Regions from separate parts of the Mus musculus genome. Here region 2 is linked to region 1. Evidence: chromatin contacts called from public promoter capture Hi-C data. All regions are on one chromosome and are shown on one strand. The core of a region is the stretch at or near the end of the contact, and the rest is flanking DNA. Distances in the headings are between cores, read along the strand shown. Region 1 holds the start of Corin (corin, serine peptidase). Region 2 holds the start of Txk (TXK tyrosine kinase).

Region 1 (4,896 bases), core at 1,256-3,755:
ACCTCAAAATGGCACACCAAAACATTCTTCTTGCTGTGAGAGCCTTAATTTTAAGGAAGGGTTTTGTTTATTCTTATGACCAAGTCAAAGAAGAGGAAGGCACAGAAAATTATTTCTATGACTAACACACACATGGGTATTTTGTCAGTAATCCCCATAAATCTCTCTAATGTTTTTGGTTTTTATTATAAATATATGAATAGTTTGATATATGCCTGAAATGATAGACAATAAAACGTCCAGAATGGTACCAGAGATGTTAATTTTTGTAAAATTAAGAGTATTTTAAGACATGGACAGTGATTACTAATGTTTTAATAAACTGAGGGGCTAGCACTTGCCTAGCAAAGCTAACAACCACAGCTCTCATAATATAAGTTTAAGTATGTGACATGATTTTTTAAAAAGAATAATTTCACAATGATCATTAAAAAGATCACCATGAGTACACTTCATAATTAAATTAACTTGAAAATAAGACATGTTTGTTTTCTTACAGTATTAAAAATTACAAAGTCTAAACATAGATGTTCATTCTCATTTCTTATACTGGGCTCCCAGCAGCGTAAAGTACCTCGACTACTGGTTCTGATACTCACAGCAGCTGCAGCTATTAGGAGGAGGTATTCGGAGCGTTCACCTTCTCAGTACAGTCAGCCTTAGGAACCCAACATAGAAGAGCCAGGAACACCATGAAGAATCTACTTAGCTATTTCAGGTTTATAGTTCCTGCATCATCTCCACCAGAGGGCAGAACTCTGAAATGAAAGAAACTCAACTGAGCCTTCAAGATGGGTGAACGTACACCCACTGTTCCATCACAGACTGCTTAACTCTGGCCTTCAGGGTGGAGTTGGCAAATGTGTCTCCTGGGCTCTGGGTTCTCAGATGGGGTTCCTGTGGGTGGTGGTGTGCGCTGAGGCAGTGTCTCAGTCAGAACTCAGTCACAAAATGCCACCATCTCTGGGGAGTGTCAGGTCACTGCCTACCAAATGACCTCAGCGGGTTATGCCAGTTGCCTCTCATCTCTAAGTTAAAGAGGGTATGTGCAAAATGCTTAGTGCAGAGCCCGGCATGCTGGAACACTCAGGTTTGTGAATTGTGAAACCCTTGTTAGAAATGGCATGCCTCACTGATGCTGGAATAACTTGAGGTCAAGTGTCCCTCGTCTTTAACGACACATAGATGATATTCCCACACTCCATGTCTTTTCGGAAGCAAAGTACCCATTACCACTTCCTTCCACTCGTACAAATGTGCCTTTGTCCACACAATGATACTCAAGGTCTTATTGTCTGCTTACTATATGTAGCCTTCTCTAGTGGAGATGGGCTACAGTATAACCTTGAATAATTATTGAAATTTTGAAAATTTTGATTAAAAATGCATTTAAAACTCACGTTTAAGAAAACTTAAATTTTTGTTATCCTTGGCGGTTTTTTTTTTCAATTTTCGATAAATATTTAAGAATTGTCTTGGGCTTCAATGCAACCTTTGCTTTGGAATGTCTACACTGCTTTCCTTGACGCTATTAGAATGCAGCTCCCTGTCTGATGGGCGCGAATTTGCTGGCCCCTGATTTCAGCCTGGGCAGGTTCTTGTCAGACAATCGCAGGCCCGAGTTCTCCTAGCCCATGAAGCTCAAACAGCAACGCCGTTTCCCCCCCTAAACTTGTAGCAGAAGACAGATTTGCAATTTGTGTAACACGAATAATGCCTGCCTTCGAAACCTGACATCTTTTCGAACACAACAAACTTGTCATTGGATCGCTAGTGTCTGAAGACATTCATTTTGATACTTGCCTGGCTAGAATCCTGTATGAGGGGATAGACTGTTCTAGATGTGATAATGAGAGTTCGGAAGAGAGCAGCCCTTTACACTGCTCAACAAAGTTCTGCCCTCAACAAAGCAGCAAAGGCCAAAAGCTGCTGCCCCATAGTTGAAGGGTTGGTTTGTTTGTTTTTTCCCTGGTGTGGAGGATGGGGGCAGTAGACTCTTGGCTCTCCATCTGCCATAGAAAAATAACTTTTTTGAAGGCTGGGGTGGGTATGGAGGAACTGTCTCATTAAGGGTTATGGGTAGGACCCAGAGACGTGAGTGAAGGGAGGGAGTGGTCTGCGGGTGGGGTCTGCCCAGCAGACAAAATATGGGGCTCCAATCCCCTGAGTATAACTTCACTCCGAGTGAGGAGAAAGACACCCGTAGTGCCTCTCCTCGAGATCCATAGAGCAGAGAAAAGCGACCGAGATAAGAGTGGACAGAGGAGAAAGATATGTTCACGAAACGGCCCCCCGCCCTTGCTCCGGAGGAGTACAGCCGCCGAGCTGACGCCCCAAAGAGGGTAAGATCCACCCTCCTCGCTCCTCCAGCACACAGGTCGCGTGGCCTGAGTCCTGGTGACTTCAGAGTCAACCTTTTTTCTCCCTGTCCCTTCCTCCTTTCATCGGGTGCCACCTCCTTCCCGTCCGTAGGTCAGTGAGCACAGACTTCTCAGTGGCTCGTTCTAGTCCCCAGGCAGACGGTCCCTCACTCCTGTGGCTTGGCGTCGGAGACGCTGGCAGTCATGGGCAGGGTTTCCTTCAGCGTTCGGGTCAGCTCCGTGCGGAGAGCCCGCTGCTCTTGTCCTGGGCGATGCTACCTCTCCTGCAGAGTCCCTCCAACCACCGCCCTCCGTGCACTGAACGGTCTTGGCTGCGCGGGGGTTCCGGGGGAGACTGCAGGTGGAGCCGTCGGACCCGGCCCCTTGGGGACCCGTGGCTTCCTCTCCGGGTCCAAGTTCCAGGCTCCCGGCAGCTGGAAGGATTGCTTTGGAGCCCCGCCTGCTCCAGACGTAAGCCTGCATCCCTACTGCGCGCGCCCTTGCTACTAGCTCCGTGACTAGATCCCATTTGTAGTAGCTTCTCCCACTGGGGATCAGTCAATGCCCCCGGATGGCCCTATGCCTTGGCACCGCACAACTCAGAGCTGGAAACGCCCGGGTCCCCTGCTCGCGAACTTACTCTGGGACAGGTACCCGTCCCGGGCGCACCGAGCACTGTCTGCGGTTTGCGGCGCGGGTTTGGAGCTGCTAGGGTTTGGGACGGTTTTCCTCCCGCAGTCCTGGGAAGTATTAGCCTTCCTGCCACAATCTGCAGAGAAAAAGGAAGGGCACTGCCGAGGGTCCCCCTGACCTGAGCCTCGGGAAACCCAGTCTAGGTTGCAGCCATCCTTATCTGCTGCGTCCTTAGGGTCTTGGAATCAGCTGCGCATAGGCGGGCCAGAATCAGTCAGTGTCAGCAAGGGAGAGAGGGGTAGTTAGGAAGGCATCCCGAGGCGGTGTCCTGGAAGGTTCTGCCTGAACTCAGTGCGGGACTTCTGGGCCGGAGCTCTAGAGGCGGGAGAGCAGTGGGCGCGCTTTGCGCAGCTTCCCATTTTGGGGACCGAGGTGGGGACTCAGTTTCCAGATTCTCAGGCAAGTAGTCCCAGCAATCCCCTCTCACTGAAACTTCTCAGAACTTCGTGCTGCCAAGGCTCACAGAACCAGGCTCCAAGGGTCTCTATGTCCATGTCTGTGCTTTATAGTTTATAGTTTCCATTTTTAGGATAGGAAGGAATCTACTGATGGACGCGAAAGTCCGCAAGAGAACACCAGAGAACACCAGAGTACTACCGGATAAGGGAGCCAAGCTAGGACTCACTGCTGCTTGCTGTTTCAGGGTTCATTTTGGCAGAATTTTGAAGTTAGAAGTGCTGCTAACATGTTGGCAAACCTCCCAAACAAACAACAACTAGGCTTTTGGGGGTGTGTCAGTCAGGATACTACCAACACTCATCGGTCCCCGATACCCACTAGTTTTGTATGAGATGACACTCAAAATCAGTTTCTGTAACCAGAGGCCCGGGGTTGATGTCTGCGTAGATGCTCAGCTGAGCAGTTAGGACCTGCAGACTCCTCCTGATGACGACAAGAGGTTTTATTGTATGAAGTATCTTTAGGGTGAGTGGAACTTGGAATAACTTAATCCTCAGGGATCTGTGAAGCTTTTGTGTGTGTGTGTGTGTGTGTGTGTGTGTGTGTGTGTGTGTGTGTGCGGGCGCGGGGGGGGGGGGGAGGCGTTCCAGAAAGTTCCATATGGGATAGGATTGCAGTACAAATAAAAAACTAAGTTGTCCTTCCAGTGAGGTAAGAAGACAGAAGAAATGCTTTATTAATCTCTCCATGTAGATTTCAGAGAATGGGGATTTTGTTGTTGTTGTTGCTGTTGAAGACACAGAATTGACTCCTCCATAAACTTTCCGCTCAATGTTGCAGAAATCTCAGTGATAGCAGAGTGGACAGGAGGCCCCTGAGTCTGCCATATTGAAAAGACAAAAGACAGGCAGAGGGGGAGGTACCACTAACTTCAGGATTGAATAGGGAAATGAATAGGGGCAGGGGCAAGAGGGGCACACAAGTGTGTTTAGGCCCAGGGTGCTCTGGGTGATGGTCATTTTTGTTCGGGGTCTAATGCTCCAGGGAAGACATCGAGGCATGGCCTCAGTTTCCACAGAGAGGTGATTGTTCCTGTGTAGGGGATGGGTCTCATCCTGGGCTGGTCTCCCTGTGAAGCTTGCTGTTTCTGGAAGGTTTCAGCATAGCCCCTGGGGATTTTGAGGCGACACTCTGGGGAATATAGAACAGGGAATCATACAAGCTGGTGGATAGTGCCATCATGTCTGTACAGAACGGGCTTGTGCTTCAGGCTTGAAGGGGAGTAAGAGATACTGATTTATTTAGAGCCACCCCCCCCCCTGCATGTGACCATTTTCAGATAGACATTCTTTAAATAGTTGCATGTTTGTGCTCAGAGCTCAGCAGGAAGCAGACCCAACGTCTAAGGCAAAGTGAAGGTAAAAGGGTGGTGGGTTGTTGGTGT
Region 2 (4,896 bases), core at 1,275-3,774, 250 kb before region 1:
GGTGTTAGAACCAAGTGGTATATAATCCAACTAGGTCCCCAGAATGGCTTATCTGTGGGAGTCCAGGATGCTGCCAAAGGAACTAGGGAGAAAGTGTTCCAAGCTGCCATGTGTTTTTCAAGAAGCCTGGTTGGACTTGGATCCCTGGATTAGTGAAAGTCTCCATCCCAACCCTGCACCAGGCCCTGATGTCCAGTTTCTCTCAGTGAATTTCGCTTGCAGTTTCCTTTTCCTCACGAGCTTCAGGAGAAGAAGCTAACCCAGTTCTTGTGGGTGCCAGAGGTTTTCCACAGAGATCCCTGTCCAGGCCTGGTACGAGGGTTCCAGTGTAGGGAAGTGAGTGCAGGCAGGGAGACGAAGTCTCTGCTGTGCCTTCCAGGTCGCTCAGTAACTCCAAGCCAATCTGAACTGAGTGGAGTGGGGCTGAGCCAATGAGAAGCCGACTATCCAGTGAGGAGTGGGGCGGGACCTCAGGTGGCTCTTCGGGAGAGAAGATCTCTTCCCAAGTGTTACATACAGCTTTTGGAACAAAAGACTCAGAGGAAGAAGTAGTTCTCACGTACCTTTAATTCCCTGAATGGATTTATATACAGTACTGGGGGTGATTCAGGGTTCGACAGCGGGTACCTCTCATTGGCTTGGACTGAGAGTTTGGGGGAAACCTTATTTGCATGTGGAAAGGCTTGGTGCTGTTCCTACGAGACTGATAGCATGTGCCTCTCCTGTGGGGGCTGTAACTTTGACAGGAGTCAGGGGTCCAGGAGACATGATGAAACGTCTTCTGTCCCATGTAGGTGGAAATTACCACCCTCTGGGTCCCACCAAGGTTCAAGACCTAAGCTCGATTGGAGACCAGGCTGTCTCTGCGTAGCCCGTTGCCCCACATGTTCCCATCAGTAGAAACCATTTCCTATCCAACACACTGTTCTTGGTATTTGAGAGCTCCCCCTTCCCATATCAGTAGCCCCTGTAATCCCTCCCACCCTGGAGCATGTGGTGAGCACACAGACTGGAGCTGGCTGCTGACTTCCCTCTGACCATGGAGAACCACCGATTTGGTTAAGAGTCTGTGCCGCCATATTGAAGGTTGGGCCGAAGGCTAAGCTCATTCCTTTTATAATGGATAAAAAAATGAAATATTCTCATCATAATGTGCCATATTCCTTCCAACTCCCCACATCACAAAACCATACACACTTTTTAATCAACTCCTTCAAGCAGCTGGTGATATGCAGGCATGCCTTACTATTATTGCTAAGATAGGCCCCACCTATCTTCTCCTTTTATCTGGATGAGCTGTGAAAGGAACCAGGGTGTGCTCAGGAAAGTTACAAGAAGGTTGAGTTCCTGTGTGAACAATTTGAAATACTCTTTCTTATCACATGTAGGTCTCAGGGGGCAGGATACATGTGTGTATGTGTGCATATGTGCCTGTGTGCATATGGGGGCTAGAGTTGATGCTGTGTGTTTTCTTCGATTGCTTTCCACCTTGTGTAGTGAGGTAGAATCTCTCATTGAACTCAGAGCTGGCTGATTTGGCTGGTCTAGCTAGCCAGTTTGCCCTCAGGATCTCTTGTCTCCATCTCCCAAGCACTTGGTTTACTGGTGGGAGACCGTGCTCTCTTGTCAATTATGTAACTTTTCTGGCTCTGAACTTGGGTCCTTATACTTCAGTGTCAAACACTTTGCTCACTGAGCCATTTCCATAGCCCATACAAATGCTTCCTATGGGAAAACAGAACAAATGAAAGGGAGCGCTCACGCTGTAGACTTGTTCATCCAACCGAGGTGCCAATGGGAACCTGTCAAAGCTGAGGCTAAATCTTTTCTTTTCTCTGTCCCTGTCTTTCTGTCTCTCTGTCTCTGTCTGTCTGTCTGTCTGTCTCTCTGCCTCTCCTGTCTCTGTCTGTATCTCTGTCTGTCTCTCTGTCTCTGTCTTTCTCTCTGTCTGTCAAGGTTTCTCTATGTAACCCTGGCTGTCCTGGAACTCTATGTAGACCAGGCTGGCCTTGAACTCACTCGCCTCTGCCTCCCAGAGTGCTGGGATTAAAGACTTTTGCCACCACACCTAGCTTCAGCCAGTTTTTAAAACAGATCTTTAGATTCTCCCCTAATCCCAAACCAAGTCTTTAGAGTCAGTCCTAAATCAGAGGGCCAAACATCCTAGTTTGGATATTCATGATCCTAGAAGTCGATTTTCCCTGTACCACTATGAGCCCTCCAGTAAGTAAAATTTCTTCTTGTATGGTCCTTTATTCCAGTATCAGCACAGGGAAGACAGTTTAAGTTGACTACTATGAAGGCCCCTTTTACCGAAATTCTGTGATTTCTTCAAAGTGTTTTCTAGACACACCCACAGCGTAGGTATAAGGAAGTGCTAACACTTCAGATCTGGATACAGAGCTCTGAAGTTTCTTATGTAGGCCACTGGGTTGTCATTCACACACTCTTGAGGTTTTCAGAACAGGAAATTAGGTGGGGTAAACTTTGCCTGTGAGAAACGTCACAGGCCAACAACTATGCTTTCAGTTGAAAGATGTGTTACCGTGAGTGGAACAGAGCTGAAGAACCAAGGCTTCTGTGTATGGCCAGCAAGCAGGGTCGCCATGATCCTGTCCTCTTGTGAGTAAGATGGGCTTTACCATTTAATGTCACAGCGTGTTTATGGGTGTGTTGCCTACTGGTGACCCCTAGGAGTGGGTTTTGCTAAAACAAGGAATTTGTGAAATCCTAAAGATGATTTCTTCAGATGTAGTGACAGGATTTTGTGGCTTAGTTAAATGTCCACTGCCTCTTGATAAAATTATATACTTGAGAATTGAGAATACAGATGACAATAGCAAAAAAAAAAAAAGTTGTGTACTTAGCATGTGTGGAAATTCGGTCAGTGTGATGGGATATGTTTGTTTTTTGAATGATAATGAACTCAGAGTTGAGGGTGAAGAGATCAGACTTTTCTGGTTTAGCCTCAGCTTTGACAGGTTCCCATTGGCACCTCGGTTGGATGAACAAGTCTACAGTGTGAGCGCTCCCTTTCTGCCTCCTCCTATAGCCGTCACAAGTAAACAGTGGGCAAAGCTGGCAAGCACATCAACTAATCTGAGAGTTGCTTTGAAAGACTTCAAGACGATTTTTGGAAGCACTCCACAGTTAAGACTCAAGAGAGGCTAATTATGTATAGGGGTTTAGGAAAGGAAAAAAAAAAGACGATCTCTGATTTTAATTCTAGATGCCCTGGGAATCAAACATCAGTAGAACTTAGTCATTCTAGATTAGGCCAGAATTCTGATTTATTTTTAGCTGGCAGTAGGAAAAAACTGACCGAATTTTACATATCTCTTTAAGCCACAGCACGTTATTAGGACCTCCAGACATTGGTAGGATTTATAAAAATAATCAAATGCTATTTTTGTTGTGCCTTCCTGAATATGATTTACAGTTTGATTCACTAAGAACAAAACAAGACAATAACAACAACAACAGCAACAGCAACAAAAAGGTTTCTTGTTATCAGAAATAGGCCAAGCAGCTCAAGACAGAAAAAGATACAAAGAATTGTCACGAGTCCCCACCTCCCCAAGGGCAGAATAATGTTGAGCAGATGCAGAATATGGACTTTTAAAGGCTTTGATTGTTTCTCATGAGATCAGAACCAGGGGAAGGAAGGCCATGTGTTATGACAGGAAAGGCTCAGCTACGTGTAAGGCAAGTAGATGCAGAGGCTGTCTAGGGATGAAGTGGGAGACTACTTATCTATGGGGTCTTAGATTTCCCCGTGGCCTGGGGGGGGAGGAATGGTTTTAATGCAATGTCCCTGTACCATCCAGTGTCTGTCTGTCTGTCTGTCTGTCTGTGTCCTTCTGCCATGAGCCATAGCTAAACCACTCCATTTTCTTCTGCGTGAAATAATGAGTATTCGCCATTGACAAGGCACCACCAAGTGCCCTCCAGGGTGTTTTAAACTTAAGGATGCTTATTTGTATGCGCCAAACACATTGACTGTTCAAGGGGCTGCCATGGTGACCTGGAGTCACAGGCTGCTGGAAGGGAAGAGGAGGTAGTTGTATAGAGTGGGGTTTTGATCATAAAGGAATGATGGTGGCCTCTGAACAGGGTCCAAGACACTCCTCCAGTGAGGTTACATTTGTGAAGTGTTGGAATTGCCAGTGTGTTTGGCAGCTAAGTTACCGTGAGAGCAAACTCAGACATTTACTTAGATGGCAAGATCCCAGTACAGCAGCTAAGGATTAGAAATTTCTCCCTTTCACCTCTTCTTGAATGCTTTTAATCTATTGTTTGTGGAAAGAAAAACCATATAAAAATGTTTCATATATATACATATATATACACATATGTATGTATATATATGTGTATATGTATATATATGTGTGTGTGTGTGTGTGTGTGTGTGTGTGTGTGTGTAATCTTATGGTCCAGTTTGCCTGATACATGCCTGGGGGTTCTGCTTAAATGCAGGTTTCTAGGTTCATTATCATCATTTGATCTGAGGGTACAGTAAGAAACTTTGATTGCACTGTATTTCCAGGGCCTCTCCATTCCCAGAGTACTCTCATACCAGCCCTGCAAAGCTAATGGACCATTATTACTGTAATTAATATGAGGATAAGCCGGGTAGCTGGGATAGGCATCCTTTAGGCTGGCCTCTGGTGCTAACTACTTTCAGGTATGATCAACCCCTCATCCTAGGCATTGGACTCTTTACCTCTCTCAGATAGAGTATGTAAAAACAATGGGATGCCACCTCTGAGACTTGGTGCACAAAAGACGGAGCTCTTGTCTTTGCTGCGTCTGTGAACATGGAAGTGGTTTTCTAGCTCCAAGCCAGCAGGGTTTAACTGCAGCTTCAGTGAGCTCTGCTGAGCCGTTAGAGAACTT

The links. Capture Hi-C pulls out chosen DNA fragments and counts their contacts.
Region 2: a contact with region 1 is called in a promoter capture Hi-C map of liver. The contact joins the promoter of Txk here to the promoter of Corin in region 1. A contact is called at or near these places in 2 of 39 promoter capture datasets (frontonasal cranial neural crest and hippocampal neurons), 11 of 484 Hi-C or Micro-C datasets (the Ba/F3 cell line, cerebellar granule neurons, cerebellum and 6 more), 2 of 115 datasets of contacts at active chromatin or transcription factors (T-cell acute lymphoblastic leukemia and astrocytes) and 1 of 9 other capture datasets (liver).

What each region holds. Positions count from the first base shown.
Region 1 is chr5:72,501,817-72,506,712 of GRCm38.p6, reverse strand. It overlaps Corin (corin, serine peptidase), which reads left to right and starts at 2,505. Exons shown (of 22, transcript NM_016869.3): 1 at 2,505-2,831. The coding sequence starts at 2,565.
Region 2 is chr5:72,750,405-72,755,300 of GRCm38.p6, reverse strand. Txk (TXK tyrosine kinase) reads left to right here and starts at 2,524. Exons shown (of 15, transcript NM_001122754.2): 1 at 2,524-2,622. The coding sequence starts at 2,607.